Regions from separate parts of the Mus musculus genome. Here all the other regions are linked to region 2. Evidence: chromatin contacts called from public Hi-C data. All regions are on one chromosome and are shown on one strand. Each heading gives the region's core, a stretch centred on a gene start, on an enhancer-like site or on the middle of the called end of the contact. The rest is flanking DNA. Distances are from core to core; before and after follow the strand shown. Region 1 has its middle 19 kb from the start of Gm26839. Region 2 overlaps Efcab11 (EF-hand calcium binding domain 11). Region 3 overlaps Gm19951 (predicted gene, 19951). Region 4 overlaps Gm26839 (predicted gene, 26839).

Region 1 (2,700 bases), core at 20-2,519, 250 kb before region 2:
ATATATGTATATATGTATGTACACTGTTCCATATCTTAGGGCTTCCCCAACATTCTCTGGGCCTGTGAGATGGCTCAGCAGGTCAAGTTGCACATTGCCAAGCCTGACAACTTTAGTTCAATCCCAAGGGCCCACATGGTTTAAGGAGAAAGCCAAATCTCATAAAGTGCCCTCTGACCTTCACACACAGTCACAGCATGTGCCCCTCCCTACGCACACATACACCCACAGTAAATAAATAAGGGTTACAGAAACTTGAAGCTGGGCATGGGGGCACGTGCATTTAATCCTGGCATTCGGGAGGCAGAAACAGGTGGACCTCTGTGAATTCAGTCCAGCTTGTTGTACATAGAGAATTCTAGGCCAGCCAGGGCTACGGTGGGAGAGCTTGCTTCAAAACAAAACAAAACAAAACAAAATAGAACAGAAACAACAAAACCTGAAACACTGCCCCCCACAAACACCTCTTCTGTCTCATTTTCTCTCTCTTGATGAATATACAGTTACATATCTGTGGGGTATTCCTACCACATTTTATGTCTTCATGATCTTGTTTATTGTCTGTGCTGCCACCTCCCGGTGTCACTGTTCTTGTTGCTATCTCATTATTACTTTGGCACTGAGGACAGACTCCAGGGCCCCACAGAAGTACACTCCAGCCTTGGGCTTTATTTCCTTCTGCTCCATCTTCTAAGTCACCAATTCTCTCTTCACTGGCATCCCCTTTATTGAATCCATCCATTTCGCCTCCGAAAACACTTCCTTGGAGTACAAGAAGCCATTTACACGCCATTAAAGTCACCAACTACAAGGATTCATTTAATGGTTTTCATGAATCCAATCATACCATCATAGCCTTCTCTGAATCCAATCTTAGGTCGTTTCTATCACCCCAGAAAGCATGCTCTCCTGGGATTTAACCGCAGCAAGTATTCCAAAAGGTCAATTGTTTGTCTTACATTTTAGCCCTCTGGATATATGAATTATGGATATTGGTTAACAAAGTCACACTAGTAACAGGAAACAGGCCCAGAGGCTCAGCTTCCCTTCTGTGGGTTTTCACCTTCAACCTTGTTCCTCAATGCCTTGATGGATCTCCAGGACTCCGGTTTTGTTTTGTTTCTTCTTTTTGATTGTAAGCAACTTTTCTCTGCAGAAGAGGAGACCTGAACAAACTACATCTGCTAATGTTAGACACACTGACAGCCCACGCGAGCGAGCGAGCGAGCTAGCTAGGTGAGCAAAACTTATCATGCAAATGAGGACGCTGATGGGAGATAAAAATAGACATCAGTGGGGACCTCACTGCGTCTGCGGGCACAGACCAGAAGCACCACAAACAAAGCAGAATGTTTGGTCAACCTAACCACAACAAAGGACGCCCTCTGCTAAAAATACACACTTAAAGACCACGGTGCCCATAGGAAAATTATTAGTTCTTGACTCTTTCCTTTGTGCTATTTGATGCTAAAGAGAGAAAGGAACAAATGCTCACTGGGGCAGGGACACTCAGTACCTCACGGCATCAGCAAGATGGAACTCACTATGATGTCAGTCTGTCAGGTCCTGTATGTCATTGATGCCCTGAGATTTAGTAAATAAGACAGATTTTGTGTGTGTGTGTGTATACTAATACATGTCTGGGAAGTTTTGGAGTGGAGAAAAAAACCTGACAAGCTCTATATGACAAGCCGTATGCCTCCTTCTCTTCCTCTAGTTTATTTTAAAATGCTATACTCTGCTCTTTTGTACAAAATTCTATCCCCTATTTTATAAAAGAAAAAGCCACAGTAGTGAAGGGCCTGGTGTAGTAGCCTTTGAGAAGGCTAGCCCTGCCTGTTGGATCATCCTTACAGTGACTCTTCTTGGTCAGACAGGAACAGAGTCTAAGGAGAAGCAGTATTCTCAAGCAGACCAGTGGTGTGGTTGCTGCCTAATTATAGCCTCACCACATCTTGCATTTGCAAGATGTCTGTCCTTTCCTGGAATTTTAATGATGCTATTCAGGATATCACTTCCTATTCTTAATTTGCCTGTTTTAGAGAACTTGATTCCAAACAATGTTTTGGATACAAACAGTCCGACATTTTTCCAAAACACAGGCTTTATTGGCATATAAAGCGATTTGCCACATGCACAGTGTTTACATCCTAGCAGGTGGATAATAGATCAGAGTTACAGCAATGTCAGGGGACTTTCCCATCCATAGTACATGGCATGGGAGAAAGAAAACCACTCAGCGAAAAGAAAACAGAATATGATTCCAACAATTTAACTTCCGTCCATATGTCACTGTCGTTTTCTAAGCAACAGAACATAAAAATGAAGCACTGGCAACGGGGAGCCTAACAACAAAGGGATTAATGCGTTAACTTGGGGGACACTGAGGCCAGCAGCCGGGGTCCAGTCAAGCTGAGATGTCCTGCAGCCCTGGGACTCCTTCAGAGCTGGCGAGCGCCTTGGTTGTAGATTTGCTAAACTCTGGCCTGGAGGTAGAAGGTCTGCCTGCTTAAGCAAAACCTAAAGTCAATAAAGGGAAAGGAAGTACGGGGCTCCTAAAAGATGGGAACGGTACCTAGCTCTTCTCTCTCTCTCTCTCTCTCCCTCTCTCTCTCTCTCTCTCTCTCTGTGTGTGTGTGTGTGTGTGTGTGTATTGTGTGCACACACACGTGGAGGCCAGCAGACAACTCTCAGAGGCTG
Region 2 (2,700 bases), core at 79-2,578:
GCCTCGGGGGGAGTTGGTCCAAGATCACAGTGAGGCTAAGGCTGAAAGAAGGAAGCCCGGTGGAATTACAGCCAAAGCTAGTCTGGACGATTCAGCAGACAGAGCCAACAGACGCCTTTTCTCACTTAAGGTGAATAAAGTTAAACTGACCACATGTTATACTCAGGAAGGTGACAAGCTGGCTCAAAATTGCATCAAGTTCATATAGGTCACATTGGACAGAGCCACTTTTGAAAGCAGGTGTTGTTAGAGAATGACGGGTGAACCATCCAGTAGTCTGATGGGGACAGAGGCATGGAGAAAGGGAAGGGGCACCTAATTTGAAAAGGAAGGTTCTTCAAAATGTTATCCAGGCTACAATTCTGCCAGGCTGTTAGTAGACTTGAGTTTCAAAAGAGATGGAGTTTTCAATCATAGAAGTTCATTCGTGGTGTAAGTGATAATCAGAAATATATCTAAAATAGAACATACCCCAAATGGCATGGTGGGATAATGGCCCCTTCTGGTCTCCCTCAGATCTCAACCACCCGCACGAAGATCCTGTAGCTCTCAACCCCAGCTAATCCAATGGTCAGGGCCACACAGTATAAACCGTCTCTCTGGTTTAAGATTCTTAAGATCAAGTCCCACACGCTGGGGATAAAACCCTTGTGGTGGTCTAGGAGGCCTACAGGACAGCTGTGTCTGTCTTCTCAGGGTCTCCCTCCTGTAGACAGTATCTCCTCTTCCAAGTCTTCCTAGCAATTCCCTGAAGGCACAGGAGGGTGCTTCCCCCCAGAGTCTCACACACAACTCAAGTCTCTTGAGAAGCCTGCCCCAGGCTCAGTTCATTGTTCCCACTATTTCTCCAAGCCTTATCCAGGTCTCTGCTACACCACGGCACCCTAGAGAAGGCACACTGACCTCAGGTTCCCTGGTTTGCTCACTCACAATTGGCTCTGGAGGCTGGCAGGTAGAGACCACCCATAATGATTCTCACCCCAGGTCAATTTTCCCCCTGGGCTGTGAACTTAAGTGTGAAGTGGGGAATCTGATCTACTTGCTTTCATCACCAATTTGTGGGGTTGAATTGCTCAACAATCCCTAGAATTTTCCTCTATTTGGTTCCTTGCCTCAGCCTTCTCCTTCAGGCCAGCACCTGTGTCTTTGACAGACAATGTCTCCCTTACCTTTGATGCTCTGTGACTTATGTAGAACTCAGGGCAATACCCAGTCCTCTAGAGGCCTCCCCACTACCGGGAGTCCAGACTGCTGCCAGCACAATGATGCTGCCATGGGGCATTTTCTGAGACCTAAAGGGCCATAAACAACACAAAGGAGGAAGTGGTGACTGGCAGAGCTGGCTGGGGACTCTCAAGGCAGCAGGCTCCCTGTCAGTGTTTTCGGCCAACAGCTCTGTGACTGTGGCTTCTAAAGAACTTCCCCTGCATGGCCTGGTTTGTTTTGAGATGGGATCTCACTATCTGGCCCGAGCTGGCTCCAAACTTGTGATCTGTGCCTCGTTCACATTATTCTTTGATTCTCTCTGTGCTTGCATGACTCAATAAGCACATGATTAAGCATTTTATTTAAATAATGCACATGTCTCTGGTAGAACCTGAGGAACTGTTTATTTATGTGTTTGTATGAAACAGTTAAATCAAAATACTAACATTGAGACTAGCTCCACTGAGGAACGAGAGCCTGGACAGGTTGGAGAAAGGGAAGAAGTGGCAGGTATCTTCAATGATGCTCTGTAATTCTAGGGACCTCTGAGGGAGGAGGACACCCCACCCCCTAAGGCTGATCCTGGTTCAGAAAAGCAGAGAAAAGTGTCCTGTTCCACCCCCCCCATTCTTTCTTTAACACTGTTAGAATCCACAGGTTTAAAGTTAGTCACACAAAGGCTTAAAAGTTGTCCCGTGGACTAGCCTGGGAAGGAACTTAAGCTACCACTTAGAGTCAACCTCCCAAACATCCAGAAAGCAACCCATTCTTCGCTAGAGGTTCTACTTCCTTTGTTTCTACCAAGTGGGAAAAATTTGAACCAGCCTGTAGTAAGCGTGCTATAGCATTTATAAGCGTACCTCAAGATAAACCAGGCCACACAGTTAAAGCCACACTCCTGAACAAGCTGGAGCTGGGAGCTCCCCCAGCTCACCCCAGCACTGAGTGAGCTGCCAGCCTGGGGCATCCGGGGAGGCTGGGTCCTGTCACCCTCCACGGCACCTCCTTGTTCCAAGTGTTCACATGAAAGTTGACATTTGCTTATTTTTTTCTGTAGCCAAGGAAAGGCGAACCTGCAAGCCAGGGCTAACTACTCTTCGTCCCCAGCCTTTGAAGCCCATTTCATTTAAGTAATTGGCTTCCCTCACAGGGACCAATTAGAAACCAGGAGGAAAACGGGATTCAGACCTTTCACTAGCCTCTCCGAGACTGAAACCCGGATAGAGCCTGGCTGCTTCTTTACAGAAACAAACATGTGCACATTAGGTCTCATTAAGTCATATGCTAAGGAGATGTAAATATGACCAGTGACATTAAAATATCTCCACGGTCCCTTCCCTCACTGCCACGCTTCGGAGTGTTCAATTCAGCTTGGCGAGGAATATGACCCACCAGACACCAGAGATTCCACTTTGCTTGGAGGGAAGCAATGGAATATAGTCTTTAAAAAGGGTAGCCAGGAAGATCCAAGTGGCTGCCAGAGTGGTCCCCTCC
Region 3 (2,700 bases), core at 143-2,642, 140 kb before region 2:
TCCTTTGATGCAGATCTTGGCCTAGCCATGTTTATCTCATGCACCAGTTATGTTACCTTCTCTGCCTCAGGCTGTTTGGGTGCGGGGGGAAAAGTGTATGTATGCGGTGATAACGTGGCTTCCCCCTTTCTCCCTGTAAATTGGACTGGTTCCTGTGTGCCGGCCTTACTTTCGCCAGATATAGAGATTATACGAGGAGACGAGCCTGTTCCTCTGCCCAGTTTTGCTATGTTTGTCCCCCAGACATAAAGGAGCTGTTCAGCTTATCCCACTTTTGGTTGGATTAGGGATATCTGGGGCACTGGCTACTGGCTCTGCTGGAGATGGGGTGGCTCTAGATACTTACAATGAGCTGTCCCAACAGTTGATTGATGACGTTAATATGGTTTATCATTTATAGGGTCAGTAAAAGATCTTCAAGATCAAGTGGATTCCCTGGCAAAAGTGGTCCTACAAAATAGACGAGGCCTTGATTTACTAACTGCAGACAAGGGAGGTATCTGCTTAGCTTTACAGGAAAAATGCTGTTTCTATACAAACAAGTCTGGGATCGTCGGAGACAGAATCAGAAAACACCAAGAAGACCTAGAAAAAAGACGTCAAGAACTCTTCGCCAATCCCATGTGGAGTGTCTGGAATGGAGTGTTGCCTTACCTCCTTCCCCTCCTTGCCCCGGATAGGATTTCTTTTACTTATCTCTTTTGGACCCTGGGCATTTAGGAAGGTCACAGATTTGGTAAAATCAGAAATAGATGCAGCCTTTAAGAAGCCAGTGTCGCCTTTAAGAAGCCAGTGTCACCTTGAAGTCTGAGACATTGGCCAAGATACTTATGCTGAGCCCCCAGGCACCCCTTCGGTAGGCCTAGATTTCACAGTCCTAGACCCAGGCCCCGACCAAGGGTGCTTTGGTAAGCTATGGAGACATCAATGACAGGAATAGCATGATGCCACATACCAGGAGGCACACCCATGATAGGCTGTAGAGCATCTCAATGACAGGATTATTGCGAGTCCATGATCCAGGAGCCCACTCTGAATTGACAGTGCTGGGTATGGAGGCCATTTGCATAGCCTAAGACAGAGACTCTACCCTCAGACCCAACCATGTCGGGTGCTGGTTGTGGATGCACATCATGTAGCCTAAGACAGATGCTCCATCTATAATATAAAAGAGAGGGAAATGTTGGAGACTGACACTGAGCCATAAGCCAAAGTTCCCCTCCCTTCTTGAGAAACTTCTGACCTTTTGAAATGACAGCTGACAGAATATCAAGATCAGATAATAGTATCTGCAAACTTTCTGAGGAAAACCACAGAATGTTCCCTGAGCTAAGAGTAGATACTACGTTCCCAGGCAGTTAAGCAGAACTACCCCTCCCCCCAGGCTGAGGCACAGGCAAGGTTCTCCCTCTTTACTTCCTCCTTCTTACTGCTTATATTCTGTAACCTTGCTCACAATAAACAGACCTTGACAACCATTGCTTAGTCTCGCTCCTTCTTTCTCCCTTGTTTCTCTTTCAGTCATGGTCCCCCTCGGATCCCACGAATAACTGAGTCCTGCGGGTCAGGACAGAAATGCACGGTTTCTTCAGCCACACTTTCCGTATCCAGGGGGTAAGAATGTAAGAATGGGCAGTAGCAACGTCCTATAACGTTTTAGGAGTTCTATGGACACCTCTGTCCAACAACGCAGAAGAAGGCTTATCATGCCTGGTGTTGGAGGTTTTGTTAGGTGCTCTATGGCTCTCGGAGTGAGCATTGTCAGCTCAGATAGTGGGAAAAATTCATCTCTCTCTCTCTCCGTCCCTTCTCTCCCTCCCTGTCTTCCTCCCTCCCTTCCCCCTCCTCTTCCTCCCCCCTCCTCATATGTACTATAAGTATTTTTAGGTAGATAGTCAAAAATATGTTTCAACAAAGTCCCTCACTGATTGAAACTCACTAAGTAGGCTCGGTTGGCTGGCCAGTGAGCTTCAGGGTTCTGATGTCCCTGTTTCCCCAGTGTCAGGATTACAAGCATAAACCACTGCATCTCGATTTTATTTTTAACATGGATTCTAGGGGTCCAGCTGAGGTCCTCGTGCACTTTAGAGACCCAGTGTCTCCTAGCCCACACAGAGAGGTTGTTCTTGAGACAGCCGTGGAACCCTGTCAGCCCTTGAAAGTTCTCTTTCTACTCTTAGATGTCCTTTCTTGACTTTGGTTTTCTTCCAATGGTTGATGCCTGTGGCTTCAGGACACTGATGCCAGAAGCACCTGGGCATTTTAAGCTCATTGAAAAAGTCTACATATTTTTCTTTTTCTTATATGTGTGTATGTGTGTGTACATGTGTACATGTGTGGGGCACACATTTATGTGTAAGGCCATAGGCTGATGTCAGGAATCATTCTTGTCCCTTTCCTTCCTTTTCTTTTGAGGCAGGGTCTCTCAATCAAACCCAGAGCACACAGATACAGATAGTCTTGCTGGATAGCCTGCTCTGGAGTTTCCATCTCAGCCTTCTAAGCTGGAGTTACAGGAGGGACGCCAGGATTAATGTGGAACCTGGAGATCCCAACTCTCCAGTCTCTTCTTGCTTATGTGACAAGCTCTTTTTGGAGCCTTCTCTGCAGCCTAAAGTCTATATTTTAAGTCCAAATGTACATCCTATCTAGTCAAAATCCAGCAGATAATTATCAGGTGATGTGATAAACAGATGCAGT
Region 4 (2,700 bases), core at 88-2,587, 180 kb before region 2:
GCGTCCATGATGGGTCATGGTTGGGCTTTCACTCCTGCTCCCAATAGCTACGCCATCTTTCCAACCTCAGGAAGATGACAGCACCGTCCTTGAGGCGTTGCCAGATCACTAACTACTTTGCAATTGAGCACTCTTTTCTTCTCTCAGATGGAGACTCATAAGGCTTAACCTAAGGTTTAAGCACCTGAGTAAATCAGAAAAATGGCAGACGCCATAGAAGGGTCTGGGCTCCATTATTCTAATCTCAGGCCTTCAGGTTTTTGAAGAAAGTTCAAAGAAACACAACACAGCAATTCAAAACCACTTGTTAAAAAATGTGAGGGTTTTTTTGTTTTTGTTTTAGAAATAAGCTCAGCCTTCTGAAGCTGTCATCAAAAGCAGCCCAAAGAGAGGTTAAAAAGTAGCTCAGCGAAGTGCTTTTGTGCAAGCATGAAGAACAGAGTTTGGATCCCAAGGATTCCTGTAGAAAGCTGGGTGTGGCAGCACACACTTATGATCCCAGTGCTGGGGCAGCAGAGCCACCGTGCTCCCTGGGGTCTACTCCAGCCAGTCTAGCTGAACGGATGGAACTTCAGCTTCACTGACAGATCTGCATCAGAAATTAAGGCAAGCAGTGACAGAGGAAGATGCCTAATGCGCACACGCACACGCGCGCGCGCGCACACACACACACACACACACAGAGAACCACCACTGCAGCCAATGGAAGAAAAATAAGTTTGGTTTTAATCTTCAGGAATATGGACAGAAAAAAAGGAGGGAGAAACAAAATTTTCTATTTTACAGGAATTCAAACCATTGAGCCTTCAATGTGTCCTTCTTTGACATCCTTTGGGTCAAGGAGGCAAAGATTCAGGTTCTAATTAGAAAAGTGGAGCCCAGCATAAGTTCAATATTCTTCCACCACCCACACCACCTGCAAAACCGTGGAGAAGGAAGTATTCGGCTCAGCCCCGGAGGGAGTGTGCCTGGTGCATAAATCCTTACTTTCTTAACACTCTCCTTCTGGGGCTTTTACATTCAGCACAAGGAGTGGGAACTGCAAAAATAGACCTCGTGTTTCTGCAGAAGTGAAAGACTTATTGCATAATGGTGGTAAACTGCATCTACTAGAGCCACGTGCCCGCATGCAAACACCAACTCAACTCAAAAATAGATGAGTTTTTTGTTTTTCTTTTTTCTTTCTTCTTCTTTTTTAGATATCTAGCCTTAAAAGAAAAATGTGGGGTCACATGAGTAAAGTTAAAAAAATGATATTGGGAAAATAGAATGGTGTTAGCTAGTCAAAAAAAAAAAATCTGGTCAACAAATTCATTTAATTCCCAATGACTTCTCCCCAGCTGCAAGTTTCTCTTTACTTCTTCTTCTTCTTTTCTTCTTTTTCCCCTTTGTAAGAACGCTACAGAAATGGAAAGGAAATCATCTGTAAACAGAAAGTATCGATCTTGGCAGAAGCCCTGTAAGGCACACGCGTACCACTTCCTTCCTTCCTTCCTTTTGATCCCCAGTAATAAAGGGAGAGAGAAAACATTCAGACAAACTGTCAGAAGGAAAGGTCGCATCCCCTGACCCTTACTCAGCCTTTCCCATGTCTCCTCCTGAGGTTCAACCAGACCCTCGAATCAGAGCAGAAAAAAAAAATTCCTTCTTGCTTGATAACGGTTCATCCACTGAAGCCAGTTGATCTGTGACTATGAAACGGTTGATACGGGCAAGGCCTGAGCTGGGAGGAGAGGAAAATGGAAAGAGAATGTTCGTTTTAAGAAGTGTAAAATCTTTCCGCCAGATCAGCGCCATCATGGACACGAGTCGCGTGCAGCCCATCAAGCTGGCTAGGGTAACCAAAGTGCTGGGCAGGATTGGTTCGCAGGGACAGTGCACGCAGGTGTGAGTGGAATTTATGGGTGACACCAGCCGCCCTATCATCCAAAATGTCAAAGGCCCCCTTCGAGAGGGTGACATGCTCACCCTATTGGAGTCAGAAAGAGAAGCTCGAAGGTTGTGCTTGATGCTGGGTTCTGGATATCCACGATTTAGCCCATGGAATGACCTACAATTGTTAAATAAAGCATTTGTATTAAAAGAAGAAGAAGAAGAAGAAGAAGTATAAAATCTAGGATGTAGAAAGGCAGCTTGCCATAAAGTGCGGAGTGAAGCAAGTGTTACAATAGTGTGATACAAAGGCAGCTAATGCCCTGTGAGAGCTCCTGCGTCAGAACGCCTGGAGGTACTGTTTGCTTGCTAGAAATCTAGGTGCTGTTCTGGAAAATACAAGTTTAAGAGGAGATGGAAGAGAGACTCTAAGACTGTCCAACCTAAGAGTAGACAGACAGGCTGAGGACAGCATGGCCTCCAGCCACATCCCTGAGTCTGAAGGGAAAAAGTCCCAATGGACAGAATCCTCCCACCAGTAGCGTATCCAGAGCATAGCCAGCACCCAAGGTCACGTCATTTGTCTCCTGGAGGGGCTATTTTTGGAACCCATGTGACAGGGCACTGACAGTGTTTTAAGCAGCTGGACAGTCCAGACAGGAGTTGGATCACAGAAGACAAACGAGGGGACACTATGTGCTTCCCTTTGCAATCCTCAGTGGTGCCCCCCCCACCCCCCCGCAGCTTCAGAAGAAAGGCCAAAACCTTTTAAAAAGGCTTCCCTTGGTAAACCGGAACAGTATTCGGTATCCTGGGTGGCTAAACAGC

What was found. A called contact is a pair of places that touch in the nucleus more often than the background predicts.
Region 1: a Hi-C map of bone marrow-derived macrophages shows a contact between it and region 2, with 21 read pairs. The contact joins two enhancer-like sites.
Region 3: a Hi-C map of bone marrow-derived macrophages shows a contact between it and region 2, with 3 times the contacts expected there. The contact joins two enhancer-like sites. A contact is called at or near these places in 2 of 15 datasets of contacts at CTCF or cohesin (large pre-B cells and pro-B cells), 11 of 484 Hi-C or Micro-C datasets (B cells, the G1E-ER4 cell line, bone marrow-derived macrophages and 6 more), 7 of 115 datasets of contacts at active chromatin or transcription factors (T-cell acute lymphoblastic leukemia, bone marrow-derived macrophages, embryonic stem cells and 4 more) and 1 of 9 other capture datasets (liver).
Region 4: a contact with region 2 is called in a Hi-C map of bone marrow-derived macrophages, with 26 read pairs. The contact joins two enhancer-like sites. A contact is called at or near these places in 3 of 484 Hi-C or Micro-C datasets (CD8 T cells, bone marrow-derived macrophages and nephron progenitors).

What each region holds. Positions count from the first base shown.
Region 1 is chr12:99,543,417-99,546,116 of GRCm38.p6, forward strand. It overlaps a transcript of Foxn3 not described here. Among named protein-coding and RNA genes, the nearest start is that of Gm26839, 19 kb to the right of the region's middle. Within about 2 kb of position 1,270, at least 35 of the 459 cell types and tissues checked have an H3K27ac peak or open chromatin away from gene starts, as enhancers often do. A contact at or near this core is called in bone marrow-derived macrophages, where this site is marked.
Region 2 is chr12:99,788,428-99,791,127 of GRCm38.p6, forward strand. All of the region lies in intron 5 of Efcab11 (EF-hand calcium binding domain 11), which reads right to left. Among named protein-coding and RNA genes, the nearest start is that of Efcab11, 94 kb to the right of the region's middle. Within about 2 kb of position 1,329, at least 98 of the 459 cell types and tissues checked have an H3K27ac peak or open chromatin away from gene starts, as enhancers often do. A contact at or near this core is called in B cells, bone marrow-derived macrophages, centrocytes and 2 more, where this site is marked.
Region 3 is chr12:99,645,744-99,648,443 of GRCm38.p6, forward strand. It overlaps Gm19951 (predicted gene, 19951), which reads left to right. Exons shown (of 2, transcript NR_166738.1): 2 at 401-1,478. Among named protein-coding and RNA genes, the nearest start is that of Gm19951, 4.0 kb to the left of the region's middle. Within about 2 kb of position 1,393, at least 65 of the 459 cell types and tissues checked have an H3K27ac peak or open chromatin away from gene starts, as enhancers often do. A contact at or near this core is called in B cells, bone marrow-derived macrophages, centrocytes and 2 more, where this site is marked.
Region 4 is chr12:99,607,429-99,610,128 of GRCm38.p6, forward strand. The region is part of intron 2 of Gm26839 (predicted gene, 26839); the gene reads left to right. It overlaps Gm35644 (a long non-coding RNA gene), which reads right to left. Exons shown (of 4, transcript XR_001780667.2): 4 at 2,668-2,700. Among named protein-coding and RNA genes, the nearest start is that of Gm35644, 11 kb to the right of the region's middle. Within about 2 kb of position 1,338, at least 31 of the 459 cell types and tissues checked have an H3K27ac peak or open chromatin away from gene starts, as enhancers often do. A contact at or near this core is called in bone marrow-derived macrophages, where this site is marked.